Regions from separate parts of the Drosophila melanogaster genome. Here region 1 is linked to region 2. A link is a contact called in public Hi-C data. All regions are on one chromosome and are shown on one strand. The core of a region is the stretch at or near the end of the contact, and the rest is flanking DNA. Distances in the headings are between cores, read along the strand shown.

Region 1 (3,985 bases), core at 594-3,093, 33 kb after region 2:
AGCCGCACTGAGTGCTTTTTGATTGCCCGCCCAGCTCAAGGGTGCTCCACTGCCAGCCGTTTTATTAGCAGCATTCAAAGAGCTGTAACCCGGACTGCAAAAAGTATAAGTTATGACTCGGCAGTTAGGGAACTGGCTAATTGAATGACGTTACAACTTCCGTAACGAGACAAGCTCCACTCAATGCCCTTCGACAGCGCCAATGACCATAAAGAGGTGGGTCAAGTTGAGCTTTGATTGCGAGCAAGCCGCTCGAAGGAGGCGTGTGCTCTCTCTTCGGAACTTTCCCAGAATTCAAGCGTAACAAGTCTGTTTGCCATATGGTTCCCACAACCTTATTCTTAATATGTGTGATTAGACAAGACAACGTTAATCTGCTTGGACGCACGATAAAAATTACATCAACAATTAGAAAACAAGGTCTAGCTGTGCAACCTACTATAACTAGGGTATAATGAGTATATGATCTCTGTAAAATTCATATTATTTTTCCCTTTTTTTTTAGGCCCAGTTCGTGCTGTGCATCTTCCACACCCTCCGCGCCCTCTTCAGCAACCAGTGCCAGTTCTCCAAGTTCATCTCTGCGCTGCTCCTATTGAATGCATCCATTTTCTTCTGCCTCTTCATGAACTTCTACATGCAGAGCTACAGGAAGACCAAGGCGGCGCAGCAACTGCAGCAGCAGCAGCAACAGCAGAAGCAACAGCAGCAACTGGATGCCACGCCCTGCAAGGCGGACAGCAACAATAACACGGCGATGCTGGCGCAAAAGCTGAAAGCCAACTGAATTGAAAATCGAAAGCAGTGAGAAAAGTGCTTCCAGGGATTGCCCAACATTGGGGGGAACAAATTTTACATAAACGGACCAGATTGGTGATGGCAACGGACGGAACGGAAGTAGTTTTGGTACAAAGGTTTCAACTAACGCTAAGCTAAGCTTAAGAGCCATAAATACACGAGCGTGCACGCACACACACACACAACCACAGAAGAGAACGAAGAAGAGGAAGTCCGCCTTCCGATGATCGATCGATCGAGCATGGGGAACACGGGGCGTATGCGCAACATCAATTATAACTTGGCGATTATCCCCTCGCCAGCTTCGCTTGATTGCTTCGCTTCGCATCGCATCGCATTCTCGCCATCTGTGGCTGCATTCGCATGTGTAGAACCGTACAACAAACTGGGTCAATTTTCGAGATCTGCCTAATGTGTAAGTCGCCTAATTCTAGAACCTCACGAACGAAACGCGTTTAGTCTTTAATTCCCTTAGGCTAAGTGATTATTGTAATTGTAATTGTGTATAGACGATTTGTAAATAGCCTGTTAAATGTTAAATATTTGTAGTCCTAAGCCAACTAGTCTAACTTACAAAATTCGCACGAACAAATACGGCGAGCACGAAATTAAAAGCCAAGACAAATAAAAACGAAGAAAAGATAAATAAAATAAAACCGAAAACCAACCAACTGGGTTTCAATATGTTCTAAATTCACAGCGGAAAAAACTGAGCTGTATATTGGCAGGGTCTTTCGGTGCGAAAGAGATAAATAAATTTTAGAAACATATCAATTTTAGAAACTTCCACAAACGAATCTAGTGCATATTAAAAATATATGTAACCGAATTGACTAAAAATGCTTTAATAGAAATATATATGGTTAATTTGGCGCATAATTAAGCTAACAGGAATTACAAAACATAAATTCAAATATAGTACTCGCTAATACTATAATCGAGCCGGCAACGCCGACGTTCAGTTTAAAAAGGTTCGCGCCACTGCTTAGACTGCATAAGGTGTGGTCACACCATTCTGCTGTCCCGATAGATAGCGATAAGTAATATCGTACTACTGAGAGACCACCAATAACGATAACGACAGCTTATACCGGAGCTTGTCAAACAAAAAGAAGTAAAATTAAGTTTATACCGCAAACTACGTGTAAATAAAGGCCCCCCGACAGCATGGAGCAAATGGAAGTGGACGTTGACATGTCGGCCAAGCCCAGCACATCGTCCTCCGCCGCCGCCGGGAGCAGTATGGCAGTGGATAAGACTGCGGATCAAAACCCACAGCCGCAGGGAAACATAATGGCTGCAGCGGGCACCAGTGGTTCTGTGACCATATCGCTGCATCCGCTGGTCATAATGAACATCTCCGAGCACTGGACACGCTTTCGTGCACAGCACGGTGAGCCGCGACAGGTGTACGGAGCACTGATTGGCAAGCAGAAGGGCCGCAACATTGAGATTATGAACTCGTTCGAACTGAAGACGGACGTTATTGGCGATGAAACAGTGATCAACAAGGACTACTACAACAAGAAGGAACAACAGTACAAGCAGGTGGGTGTCCAAGCCTCTACATACGCTGCTTTACCAGCTGTTACTCTTTTTTCCCCAGGTGTTCAGTGATCTCGACTTCATAGGCTGGTACACAACCGGCGACAATCCCACTGCCGATGACATTAAGATCCAAAGACAGATAGCCGCCATCAACGAGTGCCCCATCATGCTACAGCTGAATCCGCTCTCCCGCAGCGTCGACCACCTTCCCCTGAAGCTATTCGAGTCCCTAATCGATCTGGTGGACGGCGAGGCCACCATGCTGTTCGTGCCCCTCACCTACACACTGGCCACCGAGGAGGCGGAGCGCATTGGTGTGGATCATGTGGCGCGCATGACCTCGAACGAGTCCGGCGAGAAGAGCGTGGTGGCGGAGCATTTGGTGGCCCAGGACAGTGCCATTAAGATGCTAAATACACGCATCAAGATCGTGCTGCAGTACATACGCGATGTGGAGGCCGGAAAGCTGCGGGCCAACCAAGAGATTCTGCGAGAAGCCTACGCTCTCTGCCACCGACTGCCCGTCATGCAGGTGCCCGCCTTCCAGGAGGAATTCTACACGCAGTGCAACGATGTGGGACTGATTAGCTACCTGGGCACGCTGACCAAGGGCTGCAATGATATGCACCACTTTGTGAACAAGTTTAATATGCTGTACGACCGCCAGGGATCCGCGCGCCGCATGCGAGGTCTCTACTATTGATATATGCAAACAATCTATTAAAGCTTCGGAGATAAATACACATAATCGTACGATGGGTGAATGCGGTTTTATTTCAGCTGCCGCTGGGCAGGCTACATACGTATACGGGTGGCATCAAGCGATATCACTTTCTTCCTGAGCTTCCAGCTCCTCTTGCTTCGTAAATTCAATTCAGATGCACAGACAACATTTCCTAGACACTAAATTAGGTAATTTCGCAGCGGAATTAGTGGTTGTAGTCGTCCAGCTTGATGCTGGGGGCATACTGCTGCAAGAACTCCACCTCCAGCGGATGCATCTCCTTGGCGGGAATGATGAGCGAGTGCAGCGGTCCGCCCAAATCGGTCGAGCGCATCTCAAGCAGCGTGCCAACGGCAATCTGCTGCGACTCCTGGCCAACACGGGCCAGTCCAACGCACAGTGACTGCTCGTTGAGCACTGTGTTCTTCTCCAGCGAGTCCTTCTTCTCCACAATGGACAGCAACTGATGAGCCGCCTCCGCCACGGTCATGAAACGCGGTGGCATGTACTCCTTGCGTTTGCGCATCAAGGACTCCGGCGTGGGCTCCTTCACCTTGATGTCCAGCAGGCACAGCGTGTGCATGTTGTGCAGGCGATTCAGCTTGATCTTGTCGTAGAAGCTGTCCGGCTTCCATGTCTCGTCCCAGTACGGAATCGAAACGGTCTCGCCGAATTTGTACAATTGCAGGCCGCAGCAGCCGACGGCGTTCATGATCGATGCATTGTGGATGACCTTGTAGGGGATGTTCTTCTCCTTGGCGCGCAGTATGAAGTCTGTGTGGGTGGTGGCGCCAAAGGGGTCGCCCACCACGAGCAGCGCAACATCGGATTCGCCCGCACCCGCCAGGATCTCATCCGCACCCTGCTCCACCAGATCGCGGTCGGCTAGCAGCAGTGGTCGTCCATAGAACTCTT
Region 2 (3,728 bases), core at 409-2,908:
TTTGTGATTTTTTTCCAGCATCTGTCGTATAAAGGGCTATGCCAAAGCTTTTTGCGTTCAATCTAAGCCTGACCTTTAAAGCCGGTGATCAAACGGGCAGATTGTCTAGAGTATAAGGCTCAAAGTCAAGAAATTTTACTTGACACCTTTCGGACAGACATTAAAGGCAAGGAGAGATAAGAGGTATAACTTTCAAATGGCTATGGAATATGCTTTAAATTGAGCAATTGTATTTAGTGAGTCATAAAAATGGAGAAATGGCCACGATAAGGTTTAAGTACAATGGTTATGGTACATTTTGCATGTGGCAAATAGACATTGGCCAATGCAACATTTCGATTGATAAGACGCCCGACATTGAAATGACTGCCTGCGCAGAGGGAAAATTGCGACTAACAAGTGGCAGCCGATAACCACATGGTGGTAGGTCAGCGATAAGAGCTCCGCCACATGTTTTGACGATTGCATTTCGTACTTTTCCACCTGGTGGAAAATGGAAATAAAGGTTAATAGCCCCAACTCACCTCCGCCTCAATAAGCTGTGTGTCCTCCGGGGTCGAGGGGAGTGGACAACCGGCGTCATCCTCCTCGACCAACTCATCGTCGTACTCCAGAATGTCCAGATCATTGGGGCTAAGCGAGTCCTCCGGTCCCCAGCCACGTCGCTTGCGCAGGATCATCTGCACCTGCTCAAAGATATCCTCGTCTGAACCTTCTCTACGCAAGGTGGCCGTGGTGGTGGTCACCGCCTCGCCGGTAGCATGTCCTTCGGCGTCCATGCCGAAAGTGGCTCGAGCCTGGGTGGTTACCTCCACCTCGGCGGGATGGCTCCCGCCACTCACATCAGCCGCTGAGCCCTGTTGCTCGAGGAGATTAGTGGCCGAATCCATGGTCTTACGATCCCGCGGATTCGTTTTGCACTCCGCAAATAGTATTCTGTAAGAGAAATACGTTCTGTTCAATACGATACATACGAATTTAGTTGTTCGAAAGCAATGCTAAGCGTTTGTTAGCTCAACGCTAGCTCGTCTGGGAAATGCGATATTTGTTTATTTGTTTATTGGTCTGCTCCGATCGCATTGCTATATAGTATGGCGCGACCTTTGTTCCCCAGTAAATCGGTTGTACGTAGCACATAAGTCTGTATCTGGTAGCTTTGTGTGTTTTATCACTTAGGAAACTTAGCTGCCAATTACGTTTTTACATAAGATGGTGTTCAAATGCGAGTGGGATCCTCAGTGGGTTAAGGTGCAGTTGCTATTTCGGGGAAACCATTATATAGATAGCAAAGTGCATGGAAAATGCAGCCAGAAGGCCACGTGTGAGTGGAATACTACCAACTGGCTTAACCCCCACCTGCACTCCACTTGCGCAGTTCCCATTTTTTTTATACGAAGTTACAGAAAGTGTCACAACACAAACGAACGATTAATCACTCGATTTCACTGGCGTTTCGTTACTATTCACTTACCACTCGAAAGTCGCGCAGTTGGCGTGGCTTCGACGGCAGGCCCAGGAGTCAACACTGGCGCGAAAAACTATTTGCTGCACTTGCTTCAATTGCGTGCAATTGCAGTTTTTCATCTGTTTTCCCTTAATTTAATTTTTTCTGTGTTTTTTCCAGTGTGACTGCAAGCGCGATAGGGAAAATCACTAGCAATCATATGGGAACGGAGGAAATGCGGTCATACCTTGACGCAGCAGCTGTTAACGGCTGTTAACGCTACTTTGTAGTCACAGCTCTGTAAAACAATGTGGCAACTCTGCGCAGCGCCCGCCATATTTGAAAATGCTTGCCAGCAAATCGTATTGCTCCCGGTAAACAAGGTGCTTTCATTATTAGTCAACATTTTTGAGAGCTAACAACTTTTTATTGGCGATCAAAGGTGGTACTTCAACTGACCAAATATTGGATATTTGCGTAAATACCTAACAGGCATTTGTTTTTTTTTTCATGAGAAATTACCGTGACGAAATTACAAGACGTATATTATATGAATAGAAAATTTTCCTCTAGTCTGTAAACACTTCAGTAACAGAGAAATTGTTTTCAAAAAATGTTAAGGCATCTCATTAAAAAACATCAACAATGAACTCAACTTAAGCCTGGTAGTTATGAATTAGCATGTGTAGTTCCCCGATATTTAACCTACTTAAGTATGCACATATCTGCCATTCCTTGGACACTTTTGCAAAGACAACAAAGACAACATCACAGCTTACTTAAAATATATATATTTAAATTAATTAATTAAAGTAATACAAGAATGTCTAATTATAGCTTTTTTAGAAATAGCATTACGGTGTTATAAAAACCCACAAATGTAGGCAAATAACAATTCTAATAATAAAGAAACTTAATTGGGAAGACAAAATGGTGTTTGGCTAGTGAGGAAATATCACCAGCCTTGCAGGCCCAATAAAGATTCACTTGTTTGGCAAGCTCTTAATAGCGCAATTTAACTACGTTTTAATAGCGCCCTTAGAATATTTATTGCACATAAAGGCCAATATGTTTAGTCAAGAGTCATTCATCTTTGTTAAACAAATTCAATTTCAAACATAAGACTATAGAACTTGCTTTGCTCAGGGGCAGCCCATCAAGATGATATACCCTATTGACCAATCCAGGCCAATATCATCCATCAGCTCTCGGCGTTCTGACCAGCTACGTTAGAAACTCGGCCAAGGAGCAGATTTCGCACAGACCCCGACTAGCGGTATTAATCGACTGAATTAATACATTTAGTAGCGCTGAAGTTCAGGGTCATAATCACAAAAGAGAAGCGCCGATAATGCGAGCTGTTTCTGTTTGAATGACGAGCGCGCGACAAAAAATGCTAAACGGCCAATGTGCTTCAAATGGAAATGGAAATGCCAAAGACCCGGAAGGGTGGCGACCAACACAGCTGCAGTGCATCCAACTCGGCAAACATTTGCATATTTGACCGGGCACTTAGCACGTGGGTGGAGTACATGGATCACCATGGGTCACACAAATCACCTGGGAATCTGGGAGACTGGTGAGAGTAAGTGCGTGAAATTGACCCATTCATTGGACGGACAATCGCTTCCCATCGATCTGGAAATGTGTTAACTGCGCCCGTAAACCCTATTTGCGTAGTTAAATTAAGTGCCAGGTTATGGAGTTGGGGCGTGTCATCCCCCACATTGGCACATATATATATATATATATAAGCACTTATAACTATGCTGCCAATTGAGTTCGTCTCAATGACGTGACGGCGATAATAAATCAATTGTCTAGCGGTTTATTTAAAGCCAATTTTGTAGCTGGAAATTGGCACACAGAAAGAAAAGTGGTGTCAGGAACTTATATATAAAATGTTATTATTTTGGTTATTTTTAAAGGGTCTAATGGAACTATTTTTATTATAAAAATGTAGATAATTTTTTAAGCATTTCTTTATAGAGATGTTTTTAGAAAAATGTTTTTTTAAATGGGCACACAGAAAGAAAAGTGGTGTCAGGAACTTACATATATAAAATATTATCCATATCTATTTTGTTAATTTTAAAGGGTCTAATGGAACTATTTTTATTACAAAAATGTAGTTAATTTTTTAAGCATTTCTTTATAGAGATGTTTTTTAGAAATAACACAGTATCAAACGAAAGTGGCGAGGATGACGCAAAATCCAATTAACCTGAGTTATCACTGAAAGGTCAAAGCACATAATAAAAATATAAACTCCATCGTGCGGTCT

The links. A called contact is a pair of places that touch in the nucleus more often than the background predicts.
Region 1: a contact with region 2 is called in a Hi-C map of the Kc167 cell line, with 3 times the contacts expected there. The contact joins the promoter of CSN6 here to the promoter of AdipoR in region 2. A contact is called at or near these places in 77 of 107 Hi-C or Micro-C datasets (the Clone 8 cell line, the D17-c3 cell line, the Kc167 cell line and 23 more) and 3 of 6 datasets of contacts at active chromatin or transcription factors (all in the Kc167 cell line).

Annotation. Positions count from the first base shown.
Region 1 is chr3R:22,578,930-22,582,914 of dm6, forward strand. It overlaps CSN6 (COP9 signalosome subunit 6), which reads left to right and starts at 1,844. Exons shown (of 2, transcript NM_079727.3): 1 at 1,844-2,346; 2 at 2,405-3,104. The coding sequence starts at 1,966. The coding sequence ends at 3,049. It overlaps CG33110, which reads left to right. Exons shown (of 6, transcript NM_176539.2): 6 at 506-1,463. The coding sequence ends at 787. Dph5 (Diphthamide methyltransferase) reads right to left here. Exons shown (of 2, transcript NM_079728.5): 2 at 3,099-3,985. The coding sequence ends at 3,276.
Region 2 is chr3R:22,546,188-22,549,915 of dm6, forward strand. It overlaps AdipoR (Adiponectin receptor), which reads right to left and starts at 1,659. Exons shown (of 7, transcript NM_142804.3): 1 at 1,472-1,659; 2 at 525-936. The coding sequence starts at 890.